Linked DNA regions of Mus musculus: regions 2, 3, 4, 5, 6 and 7 are each linked to region 1. A link is a contact called in public HiCAR-type, HiChIP or PLAC-seq and promoter capture Hi-C data. All regions are on one chromosome and are shown on one strand. The core of a region is the stretch at or near the end of the contact, and the rest is flanking DNA. Distances in the headings are between cores, read along the strand shown.

What was found. Promoter capture Hi-C pulls out the DNA fragments that hold promoters and counts their contacts. HiChIP or PLAC-seq counts read pairs in DNA pulled down with a chosen protein or histone mark. HiCAR-type assays count read pairs that join an accessible place to other places.
Region 2: a contact with region 1 is called in a CTCF HiChIP or PLAC-seq map of the NIH/3T3 cell line, with 8 read pairs. The contact joins the enhancer-like site here to the promoter of Parva in region 1. A contact is called at or near these places in 18 of 39 promoter capture datasets (the 3T3-L1 cell line, 3T3-L1-derived adipocytes, the C10 cell line and 12 more), 2 of 15 datasets of contacts at CTCF or cohesin (the NIH/3T3 cell line and large pre-B cells), 22 of 115 datasets of contacts at active chromatin or transcription factors (the NIH/3T3 cell line, cardiomyocytes, craniofacial prominence and 16 more) and 3 of 9 other capture datasets (adipose tissue, liver and pancreatic islet).
Region 3: a promoter capture Hi-C map of liver shows a contact between it and region 1, with 4 times the contacts expected there. The contact joins the enhancer-like site here to the promoter of Parva in region 1. A contact is called at or near these places in 11 of 39 promoter capture datasets (the 3T3-L1 cell line, cranial neural crest, embryonic stem cells and 4 more), 1 of 15 datasets of contacts at CTCF or cohesin (large pre-B cells), 13 of 115 datasets of contacts at active chromatin or transcription factors (cardiomyocytes, differentiating embryonic stem cells, embryonic basal ganglia and 9 more) and 4 of 9 other capture datasets (adipose tissue, embryonic stem cells, liver and 1 more).
Region 4: an H3K4me3 HiChIP or PLAC-seq map of neural tube shows a contact between it and region 1, with 4 times the contacts expected there. The contact joins the enhancer-like site here to the promoter of Parva in region 1. A contact is called at or near these places in 3 of 39 promoter capture datasets (cranial neural crest, frontonasal cranial neural crest and liver), 9 of 115 datasets of contacts at active chromatin or transcription factors (cardiomyocytes, craniofacial prominence, embryonic limb bud and 4 more) and 2 of 9 other capture datasets (adipose tissue and embryonic stem cells).
Region 5: a HiCAR-type map of kidney shows a contact between it and region 1, with 3 times the contacts expected there. The contact joins the enhancer-like site here to the promoter of Parva in region 1. A contact is called at or near these places in 8 of 39 promoter capture datasets (the 3T3-L1 cell line, the C10 cell line, cranial neural crest and 5 more), 1 of 484 Hi-C or Micro-C datasets (uterus), 21 of 115 datasets of contacts at active chromatin or transcription factors (cardiomyocytes, craniofacial prominence, embryonic basal ganglia and 13 more) and 4 of 9 other capture datasets (adipose tissue, embryonic stem cells, liver and 1 more).
Region 6: a contact with region 1 is called in a promoter capture Hi-C map of liver, with 2.5 times the contacts expected there. The contact joins the enhancer-like site here to the promoter of Parva in region 1. A contact is called at or near these places in 8 of 39 promoter capture datasets (the 3T3-L1 cell line, the HPC-7 cell line, cranial neural crest and 4 more), 9 of 115 datasets of contacts at active chromatin or transcription factors (cardiomyocytes, craniofacial prominence, differentiating embryonic stem cells and 6 more) and 1 of 9 other capture datasets (adipose tissue).
Region 7: a promoter capture Hi-C map of embryonic stem cells shows a contact between it and region 1, with 5 times the contacts expected there. The contact joins the enhancer-like site here to the promoter of Parva in region 1. A contact is called at or near these places in 12 of 39 promoter capture datasets (the HPC-7 cell line, HPC-7-derived erythroid cells, cranial neural crest and 7 more), 14 of 115 datasets of contacts at active chromatin or transcription factors (craniofacial prominence, embryonic basal ganglia, embryonic forebrain and 9 more) and 1 of 9 other capture datasets (pancreatic islet).

The regions. Positions count from the first base shown.
Region 1 is chr7:112,426,314-112,429,655 of GRCm38.p6, forward strand. Parva (parvin, alpha) reads left to right here and starts at 1,393. Exons shown (of 13, transcript NM_020606.5): 1 at 1,393-1,787. The coding sequence starts at 1,652.
Region 2 is chr7:112,867,297-112,870,496 of GRCm38.p6, forward strand. The region is part of intron 9 of Tead1 (TEA domain family member 1); the gene reads left to right. Among named protein-coding and RNA genes, the nearest start is that of Rassf10, 85 kb to the right of the region's middle. Within about 2 kb of position 1,650, at least 59 of the 459 cell types and tissues checked have an H3K27ac peak or open chromatin away from gene starts, as enhancers often do. A contact at or near this core is called in the NIH/3T3 cell line, embryonic limb bud, embryonic stem cells and 5 more, where this site is marked.
Region 3 is chr7:112,785,227-112,788,852 of GRCm38.p6, forward strand. All of the region lies in intron 2 of Tead1 (TEA domain family member 1), which reads left to right. Among named protein-coding and RNA genes, the nearest start is that of Tead1, 110 kb to the left of the region's middle. Within about 2 kb of position 1,650, at least 22 of the 459 cell types and tissues checked have an H3K27ac peak or open chromatin away from gene starts, as enhancers often do. A contact at or near this core is called in adipose tissue and liver, where this site is marked.
Region 4 is chr7:112,742,335-112,745,734 of GRCm38.p6, forward strand. The region is part of intron 1 of Tead1 (TEA domain family member 1); the gene reads left to right. Among named protein-coding and RNA genes, the nearest start is that of Tead1, 65 kb to the left of the region's middle. Within about 2 kb of position 1,552, at least 114 of the 459 cell types and tissues checked have an H3K27ac peak or open chromatin away from gene starts, as enhancers often do. A contact at or near this core is called in craniofacial prominence, embryonic limb bud, neural tube and 1 more, where this site is marked.
Region 5 is chr7:112,824,686-112,828,274 of GRCm38.p6, forward strand. All of the region lies in intron 2 of Tead1 (TEA domain family member 1), which reads left to right. Among named protein-coding and RNA genes, the nearest start is that of Rassf10, 130 kb to the right of the region's middle. Within about 2 kb of position 1,721, at least 183 of the 459 cell types and tissues checked have an H3K27ac peak or open chromatin away from gene starts, as enhancers often do. A contact at or near this core is called in adipose tissue, craniofacial prominence, embryonic basal ganglia and 12 more, where this site is marked.
Region 6 is chr7:112,762,225-112,765,903 of GRCm38.p6, forward strand. All of the region lies in intron 2 of Tead1 (TEA domain family member 1), which reads left to right. Among named protein-coding and RNA genes, the nearest start is that of Tead1, 85 kb to the left of the region's middle. Within about 2 kb of position 1,422, at least 36 of the 459 cell types and tissues checked have an H3K27ac peak or open chromatin away from gene starts, as enhancers often do. A contact at or near this core is called in liver and stem cell-derived neural progenitor cells, where this site is marked.
Region 7 is chr7:112,891,076-112,894,352 of GRCm38.p6, forward strand. Tead1 (TEA domain family member 1) reads left to right here. Exons shown (of 13, transcript NM_009346.4): 11 at 644-784; 12 at 3,237-3,277. Among named protein-coding and RNA genes, the nearest start is that of Rassf10, 61 kb to the right of the region's middle. Within about 2 kb of position 1,651, at least 11 of the 459 cell types and tissues checked have an H3K27ac peak or open chromatin away from gene starts, as enhancers often do. A contact at or near this core is called in embryonic stem cells and stem cell-derived epiblast-like cells, where this site is marked.

The sequences.
Region 1 (3,342 bases), core at 143-2,642:
GCCTCCAGACTCCTGCCTTGACTTCCCTCCGTGATGGACTGCTACCTTACAGGTAAAATAAACCCTCTCCTCTCTAGGTTGCTTCCGGTTCTGGGATTTATCAGAACAATAGGAAGGAAGTTAAGACACACATTCTCATCACCAACATGCATGTCACTCATCAACACGTGCCTCTGGCTGAGAACAGACACTGCTGCCTAGCTGGGCACTAGATCACAACCTAGTGCCCAACTGCTGGACCGATTTCTCCAGCTCAGTTCAAAATCTTGCTCCCTCTGAGTCAGAGGTTCAGTCAGATTCCATCAGTGTGTGTAGTGTACATGTGGAAAGCCCTCCTCAGAGCAAGACAGCCACCATCTTCATCTAAGCAGATGTGAGAACTTGCGACCTCCCTTCCCACTCGACTCCTGACCTAGAGACCGACCCTGTTTATTGATGTTCCCTTATAGAAGGATGGAGCAGGGACAGTCACTGAATTTTCATCTCAATTCTGGCCACTCCCTCTTGTAACCCTACTAGGTCATTCTGTCCTAATTCCACGTGGTCACTGGAGGTGTTAGAGTAGTAGTCTGTTGAAGATTAGCTGAAGGGGATTCCATTTAGACAGTTAGGGGAAGTCATCCGCCCTGGGGTAGAAATTTGCAGTAGTGCAGCTGCTTTGGGGCCCGCCCACATTCCTGTAGGTGACTCCTTCCCCAGGCTCTGTAAGTCTGATAAACTCATTGGATCCCAAGCTTGATTTCAGGGAAAAGGTAATTTGGTGGTGGTGCTCTGGGAAGGAGACATAGATATTTGTTTATGCCCCATCACGGAAAGAGCTGTGGAAACAGTTATGTAACTCTTCCCGCTGGTGTATGACCAAGGTATCCTGAAAGAATGGGAAAGAGATGGTCAAGCCACAACTTAGGACGAAGAAGCACAGTAAAAGTACGCAGGACTCCTAAACATCTCCAGCATGAATCTTTAAAACTGCCTGGTGTGACTCCAGCGTCAGGTCAAGAGAGTCTGGAACTAATTCTATTGCTCTTGGCTAGATAGATGAGCGTCTGCCGTCGTGGACTTCCAGCTTTGTTTGAGTGTGGACAGGAGAAGGTGGAAGTCCGCAGATTCATGCAGAAGTTGAACGGGAAGTCTGTTGGGACCAGAGCCCATTTTAGATCCTTGACTTCTTTGTGAGACAAAAGTACTAACAGTATAGGAACCCATCCATGCAGGAGGTAGAGCAAGAGACCGCAGCAGCTGGGAAATAGGGTCACAGGGCTGATTCCCTGCGGATTCTGACGCGTGTGTGTGTGTGTGTGTGTGTGTGTGTGTGTGTGTGTGTGTGTATGCAAAGCAGAGAAGTGAAGGCTTCCAAGCTCCAGATAAGACCTCACGTCCCCCTAGCATGCACTTGCCCCTGCGTCTATAGCCCCCAGCAAGCGGCAAGCCAGGGCATCCTCGTAGCCAGGGCAGCCCTGGGCACGGGGGCCCCAGGCGCAGCAGCTCCTCGCAGGGCGGAGGGCGGCGCGAGGGAGGGAGCGAGGGACGGGAAAGGCGAGCGAGCTGCCTCAAATGCCTGGAATAATTCCGCTTCCGTTTGGAAAGCCGCAGCCTCAGTCCCGCCGCCGCCCGCCGCGGCCGCCCAGCTCCAGCTCCGCGTCCAGCCGCCATGGCCACATCCCCACAGAAGTCGCCCTTGGTCCCCAAATCACCCACTCCCAAGTCGCCTCCGTCCCGCAAGAAGGATGACTCGTTCTTGGGGAAACTCGGAGGGACGCTGGCCCGGAGGAAGAAAGCCAAAGAAGGTAGGAACAGCCGAGGCCGTGGGCGCTGCAGGGATCGGGAGCCTGGAAGTGGGAGACCCCCCTGGCAGTGCCTGGGCGCGCCTCTCAGTGTCCCCATGTCGCCTCCAAAGCCCTAACCGGGTCGGTGTCATCTCTGGTCCACAGGCGGAGCCCAGGCTTTGGGTGGCTGTTGTCCCAGAGCCCAGGCCCAGCCGGTCCCCTGTGCTCTCCCCTAGGCCGCTGTCCCCGCCCTCTGCGCGCCCGAGGACTGGCATTTGCCAAGTTTCTGCTGGAAAGTTTTCTCGGGCGCCGTCATTCCCCGCTCTCAGCCTTCATTGGTCTGTTGCGCCGTCGTTTCCTGGGCGCCTTCAGGTCTTTTGCTGCAGCTGCAATGGCCTCCTTGGATCTCTCGCGGGCTCCCTGGACTTGTGTGGACTTTGATGATCTGTATAAAATGTTAGTTGACTGACTGAGAGAAGAACGTGCCGAAGTTGGGGGGGGGGGGATTGAGGAATGGTGAGATAAACTCACTACACCTAAGGACTGTGACCCTGCTGTGAACCTGGACATTCCATTCCAAGTTTTATTTAAAGAAAAAGAAAAGATTTCTTTTTCCCACCACAGTGAATTGCAGCAATCTCATTTTTTGTTTCCAGAATAGTTTCTGTGGAAAGTACTTTTTCCCCCGTAGGCAGAATTTACAACTCACATTTGGGCGTAGGAAATGCAGTGATGATTCTAAAAATCAATGTGGCGATAGGTGTGTGAATAAAAAGGGGTTTAAAATGTTTTCCTCTTTGGCATGGCTGGGATTGGATTTAGAGGGCCTTAGGTCTACTGCGTGAGCACCGCGGTCTTATTCTTTCTCTTTTGAGACTCTTTAGCCTTGTGCTTAGTCTTGTGTAGCCCAGGCAGAACTTTGTGGTCCTCCTGCCTCGGCTTCCAAAGTATTTGGGATTACAGGCCTGCCCAGCTTGGTGTTAATTGATTGTTCTTTTCTGTGGTACTGGGGGTTGATCTTAGGGACTCTGATGTTAAGCAAGTGTTTTACCGACACGGTGTTTCTAGCCCAAGTCTCCAGATCATTTCAGGAGTTTACTTTAGTAGGTCTGAGGTGATGAACTAGGAAATGTCTCATGTTCTTAGTCTCCTGAAGTATGGAAAGCACTTTGGTGTTTAATTAGCAAACTCAGTGCATGAGCTAAGTGTCTGTTGTCTAGATTGTGGCATGAATCTAAAAATCACCTCACCCCCAAGTGGTTGTTGTACCTAGTCCCCCCTTATTTCTAACAGAATGACTCCAGGATGCTCATCGAATGGCCAATACTATGAGCTCTTCTGAGCCTGATATAGTGTGCTTTTCCCTGGACATGTATATGGTAAAGTTTAACCTGTATGTTAGGCACAGTAAGAGGTTAACATGGCTGAGATGGCTAAGTGGGTAAAGGCACGTGCCACTCCAGACTGGGGATTTAGATCCTATGTAAGGTAGAAGAAAAGAGCTGACTCCACAAAGTTGACCTCTGACCTGTGCCAGAATACCCACATACATGCATCATGCACACACAATAATGGT
Region 2 (3,200 bases), core at 400-2,899, 440 kb after region 1:
AAGGAGGAGAGGAAGCTCCTAACGCAGTTTCCTGTCGGCCTCAAACTAAACAAGACACTGGCATTGCTGTTAGGACCCAGCCTTGGAGACCTTGAAGCAGTTCACACATGGATGGAAGAATGGGCTGTTTAAAAAGCCAATGGCTTGAGGCATTTCAGGGAAAATCCAAGGAGTAAGTTACTAATATCTAGGGAGGTCTCTAAGTGGACAGTGCCCTCCCACATAGCTCCTTTCAGTGAGAGGATGGACCATTCACAGATCCGCCTGTGGGGGACAGGGGGTGCGATGGGGGTTGGGGGGAGAATTGCTGCAGGGTGCCCAGGCTAGGGATCCTGCAGAGCCGGCATTCTGATCCTCGTTTCTCGGTGGCTAGAGTCTGGAGCTGGGGATCCTGGGCTCGTGTGAGTCATTTGTCCTTGCCTAAGGGATCCCAAATCCTCTCAGGAGACTTCGGCCTCTGACCCAGCTCTTACTGATGTTCCACAGAAGTACCATCAGATAACCTGAGTCCTTCCAGTAAAGCAATCGGGCCAACATAGGCCCAAAGATGATTTAATTTTCTTATCTTTATAGCTCCTTTCAAAAGCTTAAGTTCCCAGATCCAGTTAAATTCCTTTGTCAGACCGCAGTTCTGACGTTGGCTGGTTCTGGAAATGTCATCTGAACAAGTAAAAGCAAACCAGCATGTAGGAGCCTTTGTGTGAGGAGGGTGTAGAGTTGAGGATGGGTACTGAGTCAGCTGAAGGTTCCAGGCCTCAGGCTATGCAGGGGGTGCTAGAGCACTTACCTTGTCTCATTGAGGGGCGTGGCCATCTGGGCCAATCCCTTTCAGATTCTGTTGCAACTCTCTCTTTCACTTGACCTTCACATTGACCCCTGGAGAAGACCCAGCCATATGTGTCATTTTTGTGTTCAGATGGCACACAGACCAGGTCGCACAGCTCATACATAGAAGGTTCCTACCTGTGCATTCTTAGCATCCTTGACACTTAGAATACTTCATCCCAAAGTATATCTGATCCTCCAGGAGGGTGCTGCCGCTTGGTTTGATGGTTGTCTCGGGCTGGGTGGATCTCTTGGGTTTTCCTCTGTGGTCTTCCAGGGGGACCTGAGAGATGGGGTGGCATCCAAGGCTCTGCATGATGGCCAGACGTGGTGTGATCCCTCAGCTCTCGCCATAGTGAAGGATGCTAAGTTGTCCCACACCAGCACACAGCTTCCCATGGCTGCAGCCTGTCTGCTGGGTGGTTTATATTCTCTGAGCTGGTCTGGGAACTCACCCTCTTTCTTCATTAGCCTTTGGGGAAGAGGCAATTGAAAGCATCTGGAAATGCAGGTTTTATAGACATTTCACAGAGACCCAGCCAGGCTCCATCTGCTTTTCTTGGCGGGTCAGCTTCCCTCCCGCTTGCCATCCCAGTGCCTACCCTTCATTCAGCCATGGTGTCTCTTCAGCTGCACTGGGTGGAAAGAGGAAGCAGGAAGGAGGCATCCCGGTATAACACCCTGAAACTACAAGGGATCGAGCAGCTTGTTGGGTTTAAGCTCTGGAGGAAACTGGTTCACCTTCTCTCTGGCAGCCTCATAGAGACCCATGCAATCCCCATCCTCTCCTGGCTGAATCTGCAAGTCACTCTCTTGGCTTGACTCCACACCCACTCCCTGCCATCAAAGGCTGCCCAGGCCACCCTGAACCCTCAGGTTCAGACAGACAGTCCAGGCTGGATCGTGACAGGAAGCAAAGGCAGGTGATTTGTCCTCTCTCTGATTCAGCTTAGACATTAGTATCCTTCGACATGAATTATTTGTCTTGGTTTCTTTAAATTCCTAAGTGGATTATAATTTTTCTCTTGGTATTATTTGACAGCAGTCATTTTTCAAGGTTTTACTAAGTTCTTCAAATACTTGAAATTTTTGGGAGAAGTTTAGGAAAATATCGCCACCTTCAGGTGGTTTGCTGTAGTGCAGCTCTCAGCTCTATCCCAGGGCACAGAGGGTTATTTGTAGTTTTCCCCTCCCCTCCCCTCCCCTCCCCTCCCCTCTCCTCCCCTCCCCTCCCCTCCCCTCCCCTCCCCTCCCCTTCCCTTCCTCCTTCCCTGCCTCTCTTTCTTCTTTCAAAAATGAAGCGGTCACATTGGAATTCCCTAAATAAGATAGATCATCAGTCCTATTGAGGAAAGAAAAAGGGTTGGGGAGAGAAAGGAAAACCTTGAAGCCCCGCTAGCCATTGAGATCTACTGTCTCAAACTGGGTACATCCCCAGCTGCTCCATCTCATTTTGGAGGACAGGCCTTTTATGCTTCCTCAAAAGGAGCCTCCTGGGTTAGAGTCTGCTATCCTAACGGAAATCAGAAGCTTGGTCATGAACCCACCTCAGCTCCAGTAGTGACAGTAAATAACCTCATGACAGTGGGAATCACCCCGATGAACCTGGCACTTCCCGCCCTGCAGTTCTGTTTTAAGCTTTTCTTTCCATTTCGTAGCTGTTTGAGGGAGTGCACCGATGGTCTCTCCTCAAGTCGGGGACTTTTTTTTTTTTTTTAAAGTACACTGTAGCTGTCTTCAGACGTACCAGAAAAGGGCGTCAGATCTCATTATGGGTGGCTGTGAACCACCATGTGGTTGCTGGGATTTGAACTCAGGACCTTCACAAGAGCAGTCGGGTGCTCTTACCCCCTGAGCCATCTCTCCAGCCCAAGTCGGGGACTTTTACAGTCATGGAATAAAGAGTATCCATGACAGACTCTTGGACAGGCCCAGTTGATAATGTAGTTTCCGTGCATTCTCTCACTAGTCACTAGATTCTCATGCAGGGAAGGCACTGCCTTAGAATGGAGGCAGCTGGGGTAGAGAGGCAGAAAGCCCCAGCCAAGAAGTTTCTAGAAAGTGGATGGAATCAGCTGCAAATCCAGACTGAGAACTCAGCCAACTCCAGCGTCCAGGTCTCTTCATTCCTCTATGGTTTCCATAGGCAGTGAAGATCAAATGGAGCAGGGACCCGGAAGACAGAAACCTTGCTTCAGTGAGGAGGACTGTTGACCCCTCCAGCACCTCCTGTCTGTGACTCTCAGGATTTTCATTCAACCTTTCAGGCTCGTAGTGACAGTGACGACAGACTAGGGTCACAGAGGTAGAAAGAGGAGCTGAGAAACTCCAGATCCCAAGAGATCCTGCCTGTGTTGGGAGTCTCACATGTACAC
Region 3 (3,626 bases), core at 400-2,899, 360 kb after region 1:
TCTTGAACTGTGTGACCTGGGAAGCCCCAGGAGAGTCACCCATGGTGGTCATCGATAGGGAAGCTCTTCAGGTTGAGAGCTGGTTTTGGTTTTCAGAGGAGATAGATGGTCAGTGGGTGATTTGTGGCTGGAGTGTAGGGGATCATTTTTCTCCCTCCTGAGCCAGGCATCTCTGCCCAGAAAGGTCTGCAGTCATCCGTGTCGATGTGAGGAGTCAGAGCCTGCCTTTCCAGCTAGGGTCACTGCTCTCTCTGTTTGTGATCTCAGACTTCAGTTATTTCAGCGTAGATTCTTCACATGTGTAGCGATGGCATCTCCATGGGCACTTTGGACAGACGGGCAGATGAACAAGCTTTTGAACGGGAACAGTTCTCATACCAGCAGAGGTGGGTGGTGGGAGACAGCCAAGCCAAGGAATTAGGTGTCAGAGGGAGTGGAGAATAACAGAGCCTAATATATTGCCTGTTCTCCAGCTTTCCTGCCTTTCCCCCATACTGGTCCCTCTTGTATTTGCAGGTTGGGATACAAGTTTCAGGGTGGATGTGCATGGTGGTACCAAAAGTAAGAGTGCCCCAACAACCCTGGTTTTCTCCTCTAGGAAAACTTGGTCTCCACCTCTGAGCACGTGCTCTTCTTAGGAAGTGAGTCTCACTAAGTCTTAAGTAGCTCAGGTCAGTAGGCAGTCTAGGCTGGCTTTAAACTCTTTTGGTTTTTCAAGACAGGGTTTCTCTTTGTAGCCCTGGCTGTCCTGGAACTCACTTTGTAGACCAGGCTGGCCTCGAACTCAGAAATCCACCTGCCTCCGCCTCCTGAGTGCTGGGATTAAAGGCATGTGCCACCACGCCCGGCTGGCTTTAAACTCTTAATCCTCCTGCTTCAGCCTCCCAGGTTACGGGTATGCACAACCGTGCCTGACTTTTCCCAGTTACTTGTTCTCTTGGGGGGTGGGGGCGGGGAGAGCGCCCCCCACAGCGCTTGTTCTCTCGGGGGGTGGGGGCGGGGAGAGCGCCCACCACAGCGCGTGGGTGGAGGGTGGCTTGTGGGAGTCAGTTCTCTCTCCGGCTTTGGGAGATTGAGATCAGTTGTCAGGCTTGACAAGAGCCTTCACCACTGAGCTATCTTACCAGCTCCTTTTCATCGAGTTTTAAGGGTCCTATGTCAGGACACTGACGCTGGCCTTTGAATCTCTTGTGAGTTGGGGTCGGGTTTTTGTGTTCCCTGCATTAGCGTACCATGTCTGCCACAACTTTCATGGCTGGTAAGTTCTGTTGAATGTGTGGATGGATGGATGGATGGATGGATGGATGGGGACAGTCTGGAAGGAGTGGAGGAAACAGATTGAAATGAGATGAGGTGAGATGCCCCTGGGCACTGGCTGATGAAATTTAACCCAGGTAGGGAGGGGCTTGGGCTGCAAGCCTTATTTAAAAACTGCCTGCTGCAGAACAAGTTAACTCCTTGTTTTCACAAGAACAGACCCAGTTCATACCAGCAACCAAGCCCAAGTGTGACAGGTCCAGTGCCCACCGTTCAAACCATGGGCATTGGACACGGTCGTTTGTATTGTGGGCAGAGAGAGTCACGTGTCCCTATTGAAAAATCCCTATTTCCTTTTCCTGGGGAATTAAAGTCTCCAGCAGCTTTATGCCATTGTAAAGGAAAGCAGTTAATAAATGGAGGCTGTGGTAAACAGCTGTGGTCTCTTGACTGCTTGCTATAGACTAGGGACTGGAGCAAGCGGCCAGCTAGCTCAGTAGCTCTGAAACTGGTATCTTTTGCAAATGGGAAAGCCAGAGCTCAAAGGGGCCAGTATTGCAAAAGACCATGCCGCAAGGACCTGGGTGTGATCCAGCATGTCTGCTTTGACAGCTCGTGCACTTTGCTGGATGTCAGCCATGCCAGAAAACCATCAGCCTTTTCTAAGGTTGTTTATGAACACCCCAGAATCCAGCTGAGAATTCTCTTATTGTGTCTCTGAGAATCATGGCCTGCTTAATCCCTATTCTGCCTCTGGTAATGAAGGTAGATGCTCCAGGTCGAATTGATCTGAAATTCTTAAGAGTGAAGAGGAGTGTTTGATGTGTTCTCGGAGGCAAAGCTTACTGGACATTTATTTAATGCAGATATGTTTCATGTAACCTGGCACAAACAACTTGGGTCTCAGTGGAGGCATCAGAGTCTTTCCAAGACGAGGTTGTCACTAGCAGCTAATGCTGCTTCAGTGTTGATGTTGGTAAAGGACTGTAGCTCTGGGGCCAGCCCTTCAGAATAGCATTGCCGCCTCAGGATCAGCCCAGTCAGCTTGGGATGGCGACCGAGGAGGAAAGAGCCCGCGATAGATAGACACATTTCAGTTGCACTCTTGTGCATGTTTATTGAGTTAGTTATTATTGCATAATGTTGGAGCCAAAGAGTATGGTGTGATTATAGGTTTTATTGTTGGGTCTTGAGCTATATCCAGACATCGTTTTCCATAGGGAACTTGAATCCCAAAAGAGGAGAGATTATGCCTTTGTTTTGAAATAACTTTTTTTGGGGGGGGGTCTGTAGTAAAGCATGAAAAGTTGAACTTATCATTTACAGATTGGGGTGCAGGCACGCTGAGATGCTGCCTCAGGGCGTTAAGTGCTTGCTGTACAAGCATGGGAACACCAGTGCTGGGGTGTAGAGACAGGTGGATTCGGTAGCTCTCAGGCCAGACAGTCAGGCCTATTAGTGTGGTCCATATTCAATAAAAGACCCTGTCTCAAAAAATAAGGCGGAAAGCACCTCCTGTAGATTTGTGGCCTCATGCATGCATATTAGAAACACACGCCTACATACAAATTACTCATTCTCTTGCATTTATCTCCATGATAGAATGCATGCTTAGCATGTATGTGCAAAGCTCTGGGTATAACCCCAGGACCCCAAACAAAAAAAGTTCTTCTGCTCAGCCCTCCATCCAAACCATTCCCCATTGTCTCCACTCAGCAATGGAGATAACTGTTCAGGAAAGGGCCAGGCTTTTTGTTGCTACTCTGCAATCTGCCATTTTACTGTGTAGCTTGCTTCCCTGACAGGTACTGGTGGCCAGGTGCCGTTAATCCAGGTCAAGATGAAGAAAATGTACTTTTGTCAATTCCCCAGGCATCTAGCCGACCAGCCGGGTCTCAGGTATTCCAGATATGAGCGACGTGCTGTTGCGCAAGCTCCATGCATTGCTAGCTAGGAGATACAGAGGCCTGCCTGCCCTGAGCCCTTTGTTCTCCTGCTTGAAAGCAGTTAATTAGCAACTGTCTCCATAGCAACTACCTCATAGTCCAAAAACATTGTCTAGTTTTTCAGTTTAGCTTATCACACTGTTTACCTGAAGGGCTTTTCAGTGCTCTGAGTCTCATTTGAGTTGGCACCATGCCTATTGGGGAAGTGAATTGTCAAGAAAGAAAAAACACCACGGTAGCCAGGAGCCAAGCAGCCTTCTGACCAGGGCCATCCTGGGTGCTGGATGTGTAGCAAACAAAAGTTGCGTAGGCCTAATCTTTTTACCTATATTTTTCAGCTTGGCAGAAAACTGCTGTCCTTGCCCACCTGGCCCCGAGTCTGGAGGCTGCTTTCTCTCCCCCGCCCCCCCTTCCTGAAAGGTT
Region 4 (3,400 bases), core at 302-2,801, 320 kb after region 1:
AATTGTTGCTAATGGGTCCTCTGGAGCACCTCACTGATTTAACCGGGAGAGGGGCTGTATCTTACAAGCTAAGAAAAAAAGAAAAGAAAAAAGCCAAAACCAGAAATCCCATCATTTCTGCCTGTCTGCATGTCTACTGCTGTTGTGGCTTGCTTGTACTAAAATATTCTTTATAAAAAATAATCTTTCTTATTTTGAGCATTTCCAGTAGTTCCTTATTTAGAATATTGCTGTGTTGTAGAATACTCGTTATCCCTTTGTTTTAACATAAAACATAAACCAGCTACAAAGCCATGTGACTTTTGGGGGTCCTTCCCCCCATCAAAAGTTAAAAGGAAATCTTGGAGCCAGGCAGTACATGCTCATGATCCCAGTACTCAGAAGGTAGAGACTTAGTAACCAGGAGTTCAAGGCCAGTCTTGACTACATAATATGTACAACCAAAGGCTCTCCTAAGCTGCATGAGGACCCCAAGAATATGAAGAAAGCTAAACCCAAAAACGAAATCCAAAACTTAGGGTTCCTTTTTTTAAAATCTTAGACACTGAGAGTGTGATCTGTTCACGCCCCCATTTTGGGAGTCTCCCATGCTTATTGGAGTTAGCTCAGCCTTCCTGGTATTCCCAGTTTCTTTCCCACTTGTGGGGTTTCAGTGGTAGACTTAATCTGCCCAATGGATGGCCTGGTCTTGAGGGTTACCTGCCTGGTCCAAAGGAGAGACTTGGTGCTGGGTCCACACCCACCCACTTATAAAACAGTTTCCAGGAGCCAATTAAAGAGGCCGTGTGGGGAGCAAACTGAGATGAAAGAGTGATGGATGGAGAATCAATAATGTGCGAACTCTGAGGAGTGATTGAAGTTCACTTTATTTGAAATGGCCAGGCTGGGCCAGACCACATCAAGCTGGCTGTGCACCTGTGCGCACGAGGGCAGCGGCACGGGAGTGAACTTTGAATTCATTTTAGAAAGGAACAGAACAGCGAATAAATGCCTTTTTACTAGCATTTTCTTTCTTGAAGGCCTGCCTCTCCTCCTGCAGACCTAATTAGCTTTGTGGTGCTGGAATTTGGTTTTGAGAACATTACATTAAAGCTGAGCAGCATCAGGGATTTGTAGAGTTGGCAATCCTTGTACAAACCTTTGACTCAAATCTGACTTTCATGTATGCTGTTGAAAGAAAACCGTCTCTCCAGCTTGCCCCTGAAACAGTTTTCAAAAGCACCTTCCAAATGGTCAAGTATCACAGAGATGGAGTTCCTCTGGCTTCTGAGGGAGGGAGTTAGAGATTGTGAGGTCCACAGTGGAGATGTGGAGAAGGCAGGTAGGAATTCTGCAGTCTCTCTCTCACCGTGGGGATTCTTTCCTACACTCACTCTAACGCCTGCCTCCTTTCCTCCCCGGCTCCTTTCTCACCTCCTGAACACTTCCCTCCCGCACTTGGCAGGGGTGTCGACTGGCCTGCTGTTATTTTTGTAGTAACCTGATACTTAGAGCAGCCCCCTGGCCTCGGGACTCAGACTGAGTTGAAAATGGTGCTTGGGTCCGTGCTGTTGCAGTCACCCAGGCAGAGCAGCTGCCTTGGGGGAGGGGCCGGGTCACTAGCGAGGACTTCAGATCACTGCTTAGCGGGGCCCTACTGGGATAGGAGGTGGGGGCTCAGCCTTGAAGCCAAGACTGGAAGGATTAGTTATTGAATACAGTTGGGGTTTGGGGAAATGAGGAATATTTTTAAGTCAGCAAGTTACTGCTTTTGTTCTGTGGGTCTAGTCTAGGTAGGGTATGCCTGAATCAATCCTTGAAATTTGTTTGGTGAGGAGAGATTTTGTGTGCACCACATACTCCCCTGCCCCTCCCACCTCACCCCCACCCTCTACCCCCTACCCCCTACTCCTTGTCTCAGTGTTCAGCCCAAGCAGGCCGGGAAGTGCAGTCCAGCCTCTTCCTCTTGAGTTCTAGGATTACAAGCTAGTACCACCAAGCCTGGCTTGGTTTCTTAAAAGTCATAAAAAAGAATTAATGCCTGATGTTTAAATAAATTGGATGGTTATTTACTGAATTGTGTTAGGTGCTAGGAGGGGTGCAAAACTGAATGGAAAATAGTTCCTGCCTCTGAAAATTGGTTATACAGAGGTGACACATATTTAAGCTGTAATTATCAAATATTGTTATATGCGTTTATTCAGTAGTTGCTTGAGAATCCTGCAGCAAAGTCAAGATGCATGAACACTCAGGTGGGTGGCTCACACCTGTAATCCCAGCACTGAGGGGGCAGAGGCAGGCAGATCTCTGAGTTTGAAGCCAGGATGGTCAGCATAGCCCACTCCAGGTCCTGCAGTGCTATAAACTGAGTCTCTAAAAAGAAAAAAGTGTGTTCACACTAGTCTGTATGCATCAAGCTAAAGCAGTGCACAGCTGCCTGTTGATGGCAGAGACGTACAATTTATTAAGGATTTATAATAATCCTTATGATAGGATTGTTTATTTATGCCATCTCACTTATTCTTTACCATGGTGATAATATTTTAACTTTGAAGAAAAAGCTAGAGGACAGTTAGTTGTTAAGTGCAGAATTAAAAGTTCACATAGACTATGTGTTCACTGAGTAATTCATTGTCACAGAGAGAGACAATAGTCACTCTCTGCTGTGTTTTTGGTTAGCTCATGCTTTAGTTGCCTTTGCTGGCCTTCTAGCATAGCACCCTAGAGAGGTGAGGCTTGAGTCACCACACTGTCACTCTCAAACTCTCTTTAGGGACCAGGGGAATATGCTGGAACAATGAAGACAAAGTTGGGTGAGCAGTTATTGGAGCTGAGTAACTGCCCCTTCCCCCAGCAAAATTAGTTCACACCTTTGGCTGTTCAAACAAGCCACCTGTGTAAACTGTCTCCCCAAGTTGTCTCTCTCATGCATTTGTAAATTTGGAATGCTTAAGAAATACACCCCATTGTTATTCCTGAGACAATGTAGGAGTTTTCCTGGTCTCAGACCACACTGAAAATGCTTTTGATTTAAAAACTGGCTTCACATTGATAAAATAATCTTATCCTTTTCCCCTCTAAACAGATACACATTTGTGCATATACATTTCCAAAGGCACATGTGTACACTTAAGACATGTGCATAAAACACACACACACTCCTTCTGGAATTGTCTGCACAGTCCATGTTTTCTGGCCTGCTCTATGAACAGTTTCTGTTCCTAGCCTTTGAGGCCCCTGTGGCACAGGGCTAGCTAGAGCCCAGAATTTGTCACTCCAGAGTTTGACACTCTATTATTGTGTCTTGGCTCCAGCCTTTCTGCTTTCATGCTTAGCTGTGATTTTTAACACATTGGTGCCTCTATATTCTTATAGAACTTATTATTTCCTTTCAAGAAACTTTTGTTTACTTGAGTCACAG
Region 5 (3,589 bases), core at 471-2,970, 400 kb after region 1:
TTTAAATGTCATTAGAACTGTAGCTGGGATAAATAACCAACTATTGCCTACAAAGCCTAATATTAAGGACTAACCAGCCCCAGTTCCTGTTACATCACTTCCTTTTTATCTTTATAAATTACCTTGTGGCTTAAAAATGACATCTTGGTGGTGGATGGGGGTTCTTTTTATGACTGAATTATTTAAGTTATTTTCTCTGGAGACTCTTGAACTTTAGTAAGCTAGAAAGAACGTAAACGTTTAAAAATGAATATTCTTTCTGTCAATCTCTTGCTCTCCCTCATGGGGCACGATTTGATGTTTGAAAGAGCAGTTTAATTTCAGATTCGGTTAGTTCTGAGTCCTTATTACAAAGCAGATTTTATTCAAATGGTAAAAAATCTTAACATTTTCTCATCTTTAGAGCTGGCCTAAAACACAAAGATTTAAGAGCAATCTCCTTTTGCCCAGTATTAGGAATCTGTGACAAGTAGAGTGACTACTACTTTCCCTTGTCAGTGAGTCCATCCATAAAGCCCACTAGTCACTTTGCACCAACACTTAGCCTGGCTGCTGCCTCCTCTGTCACCACTACCACCATCAGATTGTACAGGCGTAGGGGTTGTGTTTGGGGGTGCAAGAAAGACTATTGTTTCTAGACACCCAAGTATGGCCGCAGACAAACCCGCAGAGCAGCATGTCCGGGAGGGAGCATGTGTCTACTCAGAGCGCCAGATCAACCCCAATAGTTTTTCAGGGATGCTAACCCTCTTGTAACTGCCAAATTGGATTTGTCGCTGAATGAAGTATCAGCTGCTGCGGACAAGGCCATAAAAGCCAGCCGGCTGGCCCCTTTGTAGGCGAGGCTTAGCCAACGATTGATATGTTTTAGCACTTTCAGAATTATTGTGATTAGGAGGAAACCATTCTGAATGAGAGAGAAAAGGGGGAAGGACTTACAGTCACAGCTGGTGAGCAGCGTGTGTTTGCAAAGAGGAAGTCACCATTATGGCTTTCTCCTGGTTCCTGCCCTCAGTGAATAGTGTGAAATCTCGGGAGGAGGAAGTCCTGTCCCTACTAGAGTCTCCTCTGCAGGATCTGGAATGTTTAGGATTTGAGAAGCCTGTGCGTTTAGACATCAAGGTGTGTGCATGTGCGCAATACACAGTGGCTAAATGCACACTGGTCACCACGTGTGAGTGAATTGAGTTAATTAACTGTAGAGCTATCACTAGTAACAATGAATGTCTTATCTTAGATTTCCCACACCTGAGGTTCTATGACGCACTTTTAAAATAAGACTCTTTGTCACCTGTCCTCAGGGTGGCCTTGCAGGTTAAATGGGAAGACACAGTGCCTGGTTTAGGCTGTCCAGGTATCATACAGTGTTTTTAGACCGAATATTTTTAGGTACCACCCGTCCTAGGAACTCTTACCCTGATCGTGCACCAGCCAGGAGGCAGCTCTTGGAGTGGCTCAGAGCTGTGTGGCTTTCCCAGCATTCCCAAATACACATGGATTGGCTGCCTCTCTCGCAGTCCCCGAGGGCACCCCATTCCAGTTCAGAGTTTGCTCAGCAATACAACTCAGGAAAGAGGCCGGCTTGCCAGGTCCCGGGGAGAGCCTTTCCAAGCCTGTGAAAAGCACGAAGCATCCAGCAGCCGAGCCTGCTTACAGCTGGCCCTCCTGGCCCTCTGCTAGCTTTGATCTGCGAATCAGGCCGCACCATGAATGCCCTTATTGTCATGTTCTGTGTACACAGTGTGTGAATTATTGAAAATAGGGAGGCCTGGGCCTCATCTGGTAGAGATTACAGTGCAGGCATGCTGGGCGAAGGTCTGTAATTGAAAATCCCCAGATGCTGTTTATTTGCCCTTTGTCACATGACCTGCAGCAGGAAGATTGTCTGAACAAAACGCTGCCTGCGTGGAGAGTAGAGCCTGCCATCCCCCACCCCAGAGCTTCCACAGGCGCAGTCAGTACACAGCTTAAACACCTGCCCGGAGGATTTTTAAAGGCTTAAAATAGATTCGCTCATAGCATTTAAATAGAAGGCATCTTGCTTGTTGGTTTAAACTGCTTAAGCGGTTGTTGACTTGTGGAACCTTCTATCCACACGAGGGTTTGCTGGATAATTTCACTTTGAGATATCTTTACAAAGCAGAATTCAAGGCTAGAGCCATATAAGGCTATGACGCATGGGCTCTTGAGTGTAGTGGGTGAGCTAGCAGATGTATAGTCCTTCTATCTTTAGAAAACATTATGGATACCCAGCATATGGCCCTGAGTTAGTGAGTTGATTCTTACCTGTTTGACCTGTTGTGAAGAAAAGATGTTTCCTGGAAAGTATTTTCTCAAAGGCCAACTTACCTTTTTGTCAGGTGGATTGGGGCAGATGCTACTTCTAAAAGCTATGAAGGCCACCAGAATTTTAAAAAAAAAAGGAAAGCCAGGTGTCCCAATACAAGCCTCTCAGCCAACTACTCCAGGCTTAAGACTGAGAGATAACTTCATAGACAATTTTCAACACCAGCCTAGGCATCGTGGGGAGGCCCTGTGTCGGCCGGATGGATGGGTAGGTGGGTGGGTGGGTGGATGGATGGCGGATGGGTGAATGGATTCTGAAGATACAAGGTTCTTAGTTTTCTGAGTTTATTACACTCATCCTACCTCTGGTCCTTTGTCTCACCTGCCGCTCAGAGGGGAGGGAAAGTCACAGGTAGTTCAGTATTCCACAGTCTTTCCACCCAGATCCTGTTGTACCTTAAGGACGGGAGCCCTGGCTTTTCCTTCTTCTGCCAGCATGGAGCTCTTTCATGTTCCCCGTGGAGAGAACACATCAGATGACTGCTTCTTCTGCCCCACCGTGCTGCTCTTCAGAGTAAAAGTGTTACAGGAAGAGATGGAAACCAGCATCAGTATGGCGGCCGATCGTAGCCTCTCCTGAGGTGCTGTGAGCCAGGAAGACAGTAGTCTCTGGAATCAGAATATGGCCCCTGCTTTCATGAAGCCCAGAATTTGTCAAGGAAATTGGGCAAATCCGTATACCATATCACCAGGCAGTTCTTGTACAGTATCCAGAGAGTCAGGAACTGGTGATCAAAAGGTCCTTCTAGTGGTCATGATGTCCTAGGCCGTGGTGTCTTAGGAACTTAGACATTATTGTTCAGCAGTTTTGGGTGGACCACAGAGGCAGGAAAGAGTGAAGGCTAGTCATTTTATCCAAAAGGAACAGCTCCCAACAGGTGCTGAGGAAAAAGGGTGTGTCAGGGAAGTGTGTGCAGAAAGTGGCGGGTAAGGCCAAAGGTGGTGTGCACATCTAGGTTTTTGTTTTGTTTTGCAAGGTAGGGAGGATATCTGTGGTACCTGGGTAATTAGAAATATAATAGGTATAAAAGCAATGGACTCTCTCGAATTCCATATTCCTTCTAGAGAGGTGATGTGGTTAAATGTGATCAGTCACTGTCTAAACACGAAGGACTTTTTCCAAGCCACTGGTTTCTCTCTAGCTTGACCTCACAGGGCTTGGAAGTAACATCAGGTCACATGGCCCAGAGCCAGGTGACCTTGGGAGACAGCATCCCAGCACTTGTGTCCCCAGGCTGTGCTT
Region 6 (3,679 bases), core at 172-2,671, 340 kb after region 1:
GAGCCCATGTAAGGCCAGGGTCACCCTTCGTGATCAAGCTTTTGCTAGCACATAAACGAATCTTAATGTTCGACCAGTAGTCAGCGGTCCCCGAGAGCATCCCTTTTCTCTAAGACCTTTGAAAATGGATTCTCTGTGAAGTCAGTCAAAGTCATAGCCCAGTGAAACACCTGGCGAGTCTTCCTTGAGGATTTCATTCCTCCATCTCTGAGCATTTCTGAGTTCTCTGGGTTGTCACTAGTCTCGAAACACTGGAAGAGGCAAGGTCAAGTGATTTATTTTGGTAATGAGATTTTCATCATGGTTGGCAGGAGAGTAAACGGAGAGTTGTTTATGATAAGCTTTTGTCCCTTGGAAGAGAAATGGCTTAATTTTCTGTTACCTTGGACGTTGGGCAGCTGAGACTGTGTAGCCGTCCGCCTGCCTGCCTCTGTGTGCCTGGACATTTTCTGTGTTCCCTGATGTACAATGCTTGCTCTTGGCTGCTGCCTCTGACTTTGCTCTTAAGATGCACAGGCCTTCCTCTTTCCTCTTTCATTCCTTAGCCCATTTTTGCATAGCTGTGTGTTTCTTTTTCTGGGAGGTAGAGAGGGAGGAGGGATGGGAGGGAAGTGTTTAAGGAGCATGCTTTTCTGAAGCTGGATTTTAGGGGAGTACACCACAGCTGAAAACAAGACTTTACCCCCAAACAAACAAAAATAACCCAAACTGTGATCTATGGGAATACCTGCGTCTGTTCCCTCTGTAACTGAAGACACAGTCTGGCAGTGTGGTCACATGTCCTTGGAATCCTTCAAGAGTTGGGACAGAAACCAGTTTGCAGTGATTGTGTGCCCTAGAGGCAGACAGGTGCAGCACTTAGCAGTTTAGACTGTGTAATTAATATGAATCCTGGCCTGGCACTTTTAGGTCTCAGGCTTTGGGCAAGTTGCCTTAGTTCTCTTGTGTTTCAAAGCCTGAAGCGCAAAGGAGGGTGCTAAATAGACCCAACTTCAGAGGATTGTCACAAAAATTAACTGAAGTCATTATTATGTGGGGTTGCCCACTGTGTTTGAATAGCATCTTGCATACAGTTGGGTGCTAAGTAAGTGTTTGTGAACTGAGAACAAAGCAGGAGTGTGTCTGCCTTTGCTGACTAAAGGCTCTGTATGTTATATGCAGCTGACATTCCCGAGAGCTCTCTGAGGTGCTATGGTAAAGGGGTTGGATGAGAGGGACAGCATAAGTCTGAGAATAAGATGGCTGGAAGGTGAAGGTCTAGGTCTGTCTAACTCCAAAGCCAGGGCCACCCCCACTGTGCTTTCTGTCCTTCCTTGGTAGAGGCCATTGCACATCAACCCAGCAAATCACTGTTGAGCGCCAAGCTGTATGCCAGCCTCATGCTTGGGATTGCCAGGATGAGAGCTGGGGACCAGACAGACACAGTCATGTCCCTGCCCTCACAGAGCTGTCACAAGTTCACTTGCTGGCCACTGACCTGAGGTCAGGGCTGCCTGCCAAAGATTTCTGGGAAGTCTGAGGACGCTTTGAAGATGGTCACCTTCCACTTAGCCTTTTGAAGCCTGTTCTTGGCTACCAAAGTCCAGGACACCTGGCCTGCTGCTGGCAGGAAGAGAGCACAGCAGGGAGGGTCCAGATCACAAGGCTGGCCCTAGTGCTGGCCAGAAAGACGTCTGGAAGGTTCTAGTGTCCTAGGTCGCTGCAGGCTGACTGGGCACAGCCATTGGTAGGCAGTGGCTTCTCCTGAGCCCAGATGCCTGTACCCTTCTTCTTGAGAAGAGCTGGGTGGCAAGCAGGGTACCCTACCTCCAGTTGTGTTTGGTTAATTTTTCCTGTGGTGCTGGGGATTGAGCCCAGGATTTCATGTATGCAAGACCAAGGATTCTGTTAAGTGATCTACTGGGGGAGGGGGGCATTGTTTCTTGTTGGGATGCTAGACCTACTACTGGTCAGTCCTGGAGAGCAAGCTAGTTCAGGAAGTCAGGGAAGATGTATGTGTGCCTCTACCCCATTCCTGACCTATGCCTTGCCAGTCACACACATGCTATGGGATTGCCTGCTGGCCTGGTTGGTGTTCAAGAGGAAGGGACTTGCTTAGTGAGTCGGGATATCAGCAGGAGAGGGCACACAACTATGTGCCAATCAAACGTCTTGGTGGCAGGGGGAGGATGCTGTTAGACCCCAGGTGCTGCCCAGCCCTGAGAACCATTTAAGGAGAAACAGGGCTGTCTGTGCTTCCACAGGAAAACAACTCTCGTGGTTCATTTTTGGGATGAAGAAGACTGAGTCTGTGGAGCTCCCAGAGTCCCTTGCATATAAATGACTCCAGTAAACTAGTCACTGGTCACTGGAAAGTGGCTCTCCAGGCCTGAGTTGAACATAACTCTTGCTAGTTCTTCATTTGGGCATCGTATGGAATCTTTGACCTTTTTTTTTTGACCTGCTGTTTCATGCTGATTGGTTAGACTAAACACAGAGCTTTACCGTGGAACAAGCAGGAAACCGGGACTCTCTGTTTCCTGTAGTCTTGTTGTAGGGTCAGACACACTGAAGTAAGTATCTTCAATGCTTGATGCTTATGCTCTGAGAACTTCTTCCATGGGAAGAAATGCTGGGAAAGGGGAAGAGAAGAAAAAAACATTTGCTTATTTTGTTGCATATATGAGGGCAGAGGAGCTCCTGTTGTTTTTTGTTTGTTTTATTTGTTTTGTTTTGTTTTGCAGCTAGTGTTGGCAATTCTTCATCGAAGTATTAGGGAGGCATTCTGATTTGAATAGGGACACAAGGGGAGGGAGCCAGGGTGAGTTCTAGATGAGTAATAGGGGATTTTGACCCAGCTTGGTTCCTGTGAGACTAGCTGGTGTCATCAGTATTATGATTGGGAAGTAATGGGGGGGGGTTGGGGGCAGGCATGCGGAAATTTATTTCCAATGTGTGTGGCTTAGGAAGTGATGAGGGAAGAAAAGGATAAAGAAAAAGCTAAGTCATTCTCAAGTTCTTCTACTTCTTAATGTCTTTGCCGTGACAATGGACAACCAGGATCCAGCAGACTCAGATGTAGATGTCACTGAGGACGGCAGTGTGCTCTGACCATGAGTGGAGAAACATGGGGAGTAAGGAAAATGGATGACCTGTTTGAATTGCCTTAGAATGGTGTTGTCTTGCTTAGTCCTCCTAACAAGCCAATGACAAACTCTAGGCCTCTCCATTTTGCAGCTGAGGAAGCTTGAGGTCACTAGCAAGGTCAAGTTATTTTTTTCAAGGTCACCCAGCAAAGAAGCTGTGAAATAGACATTTACAACCAGGCTGGTCAATTACAACTAAGCATGCAGTGGAAGTATATTTTGTTCTAGAGATACACCAGTTGGGGGGGGGGGGGAGAGAAAATGATGGGGAATTTCCATTTGAGAGTAGGTGAGTTAGCAAGTGAGAATGAGAGACAGGCAATTACCTGCTCTCACTCTGAATTTTGGGGAAAGAATCACTTAATGATTTTCTTTGGATTATAGACCTCTTCCTGGCCAGAGATGGTGAAGGCATATTTCTAGATAGTCGCAGGGTTATAGCCGATAACTTCACACAAATTAGCCTTGTTCATCTGTAGACGTCGACAGGAGACTTCACATGACTTGTGGAGCCTTAATTCAGAATGGTGGGATGAAGGGGTGGGTTCCTTACT
Region 7 (3,277 bases), core at 401-2,900, 470 kb after region 1:
ATGTAACATCTTTGTAGGGTGGTCATTAGTAGGAAGCCTTTCTGCCCTGGATGTGGTAATCATCTTTGTAGCAGTGACGAGTCAGCTGCAGGGACTTGTGTTTTCATTGTTCATTCATTTTTGTTTTGTTTTTGAGTCTCTCGCGAGATTGGCAGAGTGCACAGTTATTTCAAGCTCTACTTTCTGTACATTTTAGAAACTTTAGAATTTTCATTACAAGGGTACATACCTGTTTCAGTTCTGAATGCAAGCAAGTCAGGCTGAATGCTTCCTGGTAGCATGTCTCTCAAGGGAAGACTTCCCAGGTGTGTACCAACCACCGCAGGGCTCAGTGGGTACGGTGCTTGTCTAGCATGCATGAGGCCCTGGCTGGGTTCAACCCTTGGGATCTGGGAACTGAATATGGTAGGTAGCACATTCCTGTAAGAACTTAAGAGGTGGAGACTGGAGTTTAAAGTCATCTTTGGCTACCTAGCAACTGGAGCCCCTCCCGGGAAGGAAGTGGCTTCCCATCAAGCTGGTATTGGTAGAGAGGCAGCTCTCTCTTCCCCACTGCTTAGCTGCTCGATGGCTTACCAACCTGGCCCTTTGCCACAGTGAGCCTAGGATGAGAAAATAACCTGCCCCTGCTTCCTTCCTACAGGCGGACTTAAACTGCAATATCCAAGACGACGCCGGGGCCTTTTATGGTGTGAGCAGTCAGTATGAGAGTTCTGAGAACATGACAGTTACCTGTTCCACCAAAGTGTGCTCCTTTGGGAAACAAGTAGTAGAAAAAGTAGAGGTAAGTTGGCCTAGTTGAGAAAGTCGTCTGGGTAGCCTGTGGCTCTGCAGTTGGCAAGGGCCTTGGCAGGCCTCCTGTCTCCCCCATGTATACCTTTTCCTGGTTGCATGGTAAAGATCATAAAGGTAAAGGTAAAAGTGCTTGGGCAGCCGCTGAGTTCAGGCTGGATGCTCTGTGCTAGCCTAGCCGCCTCTGAGGGAAGGCCCGCCCAGCTGGCCAGTACTGGTCTCTCTGGTGAGAGCCCCCCTAGGGGTTCTGGCAGGGCTTCTGGACCAGGATGCTTCTCCACTTCCTAGCCGCAGGCATTGTGGGTAATGATACAGGTAGCAGTAACCCCCCCCCCTTTCTGAAACCTGATACCTTGTGTTTGATACTGTTGCTTTTGGGGGGGCGGGGTAGGTAGGGATTTTTGTTTTTTTGGTTGGTTGGTTTTTATTTTGTTTTATTTTGTTTTTACTGTTTTCATTTTAACTGTTTCTAGTTTAAATTTCAGTCTATGCCTGTAGTCCCAGCACTTGGGAGGGTGAGACAGGAGCCTCCTGAGTTCTAGGCCAGCCTGGGCTACTCACTAGAGTCCTGTCTCACAACAGATAACAGAAAAGCAAGGCATTCCATCCTGTGTTAGGAAATACCCACATTCAGCTTGCAAAGTCTTACAAACCTGTTTGTCTTAACAGGGTTAGTTGCTTTTGTAGGTGGCAGTCTGGTCACCTGCCTGATTCTCCAGTGTCTTCTGCCTCACTGCCACCACCTGAAGAATGAGGTTTTATTTGCTGCAGTTCTGGACTCTCTGTCCAGGAACCTAACTTGCCTGTGGCGAGACTCCACCTTCCCAGTCAAGCCTAGAGCATGCCCGGCAGGAAAGGGAGGGTTTAAGAGCTTAGGCAGAGCTCTGGGGGTGCAGGCTGCCTTGCAGCCTCCTGAGCACAGCCATGCAAGACTGAAGTTAAAATGGCAGGAAGGATACGGGTGGGTTGAGTTGATGGTGAATTTAACAGGGGTCATGCGCTCTCCTGAAATGGCTTCCGAGGGACTCCAGTAAGAGGTTTTAAATAGAATTTAGTAACTGCATATTAAAGCTTAAAGAGGAGGGAGAGCCAGAGGTCACACTCTTTATGCCTGCCAGCAGCAGTAACCAACAGTACCTTTCCAAGGGACAAATAGGGGATAATTAGAGATACTAGAGTAGACTTAAGAGACATCAGTTGGGAATCCTGAGCACTAAGGATAGTTTAAATTGGAGTGTGGGGTTTGGCTGCCCTGACAAACTAGCAGGAGCACAAAGTTAGGATTAAAAGAGGGATGGGGGGAGGGCGGGGACTGCAGGATGGCTCAGCGGGTAAGGTACTTGCTGATAAGCCTAATATTCTGAGTTCAATTTCTGGTGCCCACATGGTGGAAAGGAGAGAAAGAACCAAATCCTGCCTCCACACACATGCAGTGACATACATGCACTATGTACAAAGTACAAGTGCAAATAGATATACTTGTTAAGTAGTTAGTTTTTCCAGCTGAATTTTCTCTGTAACATTCCAGTTAATCCTTGGAGCTTCTGGGCTCTGATTTTATAACTAGGTTCTGGGGTCAGATGCTACAAGTTGTTCTTACTATTCTTTTTCTGTCTTTGCTAAGCTAGGGGCCAGCCTTCCTATTTCCAAAGGATGTGCACTTTATTTAATGTAAAGAAAAATAGATGGTGTAAACACTATAGTTATATTTAAAATGATATGTTATTAATATAAATTTATTTGTATTTCTGTCTTATATTTTGATAGAATTGTGTGGTTTTTATCTTATCTGTTTGCTCCTTGTTGAATTCTGAATATTTTATGATTTGCATTGGATTCATATTTCTAGAGTCTAGTTTCTAGAATAGTTGGGCTTTGGGTTTGGGAACCTGATTTAAAGATCTATACCAAAGGTCTTTCTACAGACCTGTGCACGGGTGGTGCGTGTCTTTAGTCCCAGTAAGTCAAGGCCAGCCTAGTCTAAGTAGCTAGTTCTAGGCTGTCAAGGGCGGCATAGAGAGATCTGTCTTGAAAGAAGACCTGTCTTCAGAATCCAACATGGCAGATTCTCCAGTTTAACCGCAGTGGTTCCTCCCTTAAGGTTTTTGAGTTCTCTGTGTATTAAGGTATAGTGGTCACTCTGTGGCCTCCACTCACTGTGCTCAGCACCCCCTTCTGTTTCAACACACACACATGTTTACTGGAAGGATTTATCAAATGCTTTAAAGATCACCCTTTACAACATTGTTTAAACTTGCAGAATAATAAATAATAGATTCTGTGCCTGGCTGTAGATTTAGAGGTAGGGTTTGGTTTTGATTTGGTAATTGGCAGAAATGACAGAGCTTATCAATAGATGATTCATGTTGAAAAGTTCATGCTTTCAAAAGCAGCCGTTCTCTGTTTGGAACTAGAAAAATACTCAACCCTCTTTCTCCTCACAGACGGAGTATGCGAGGTTCGAGAATGGTCGATTCGTGTACCG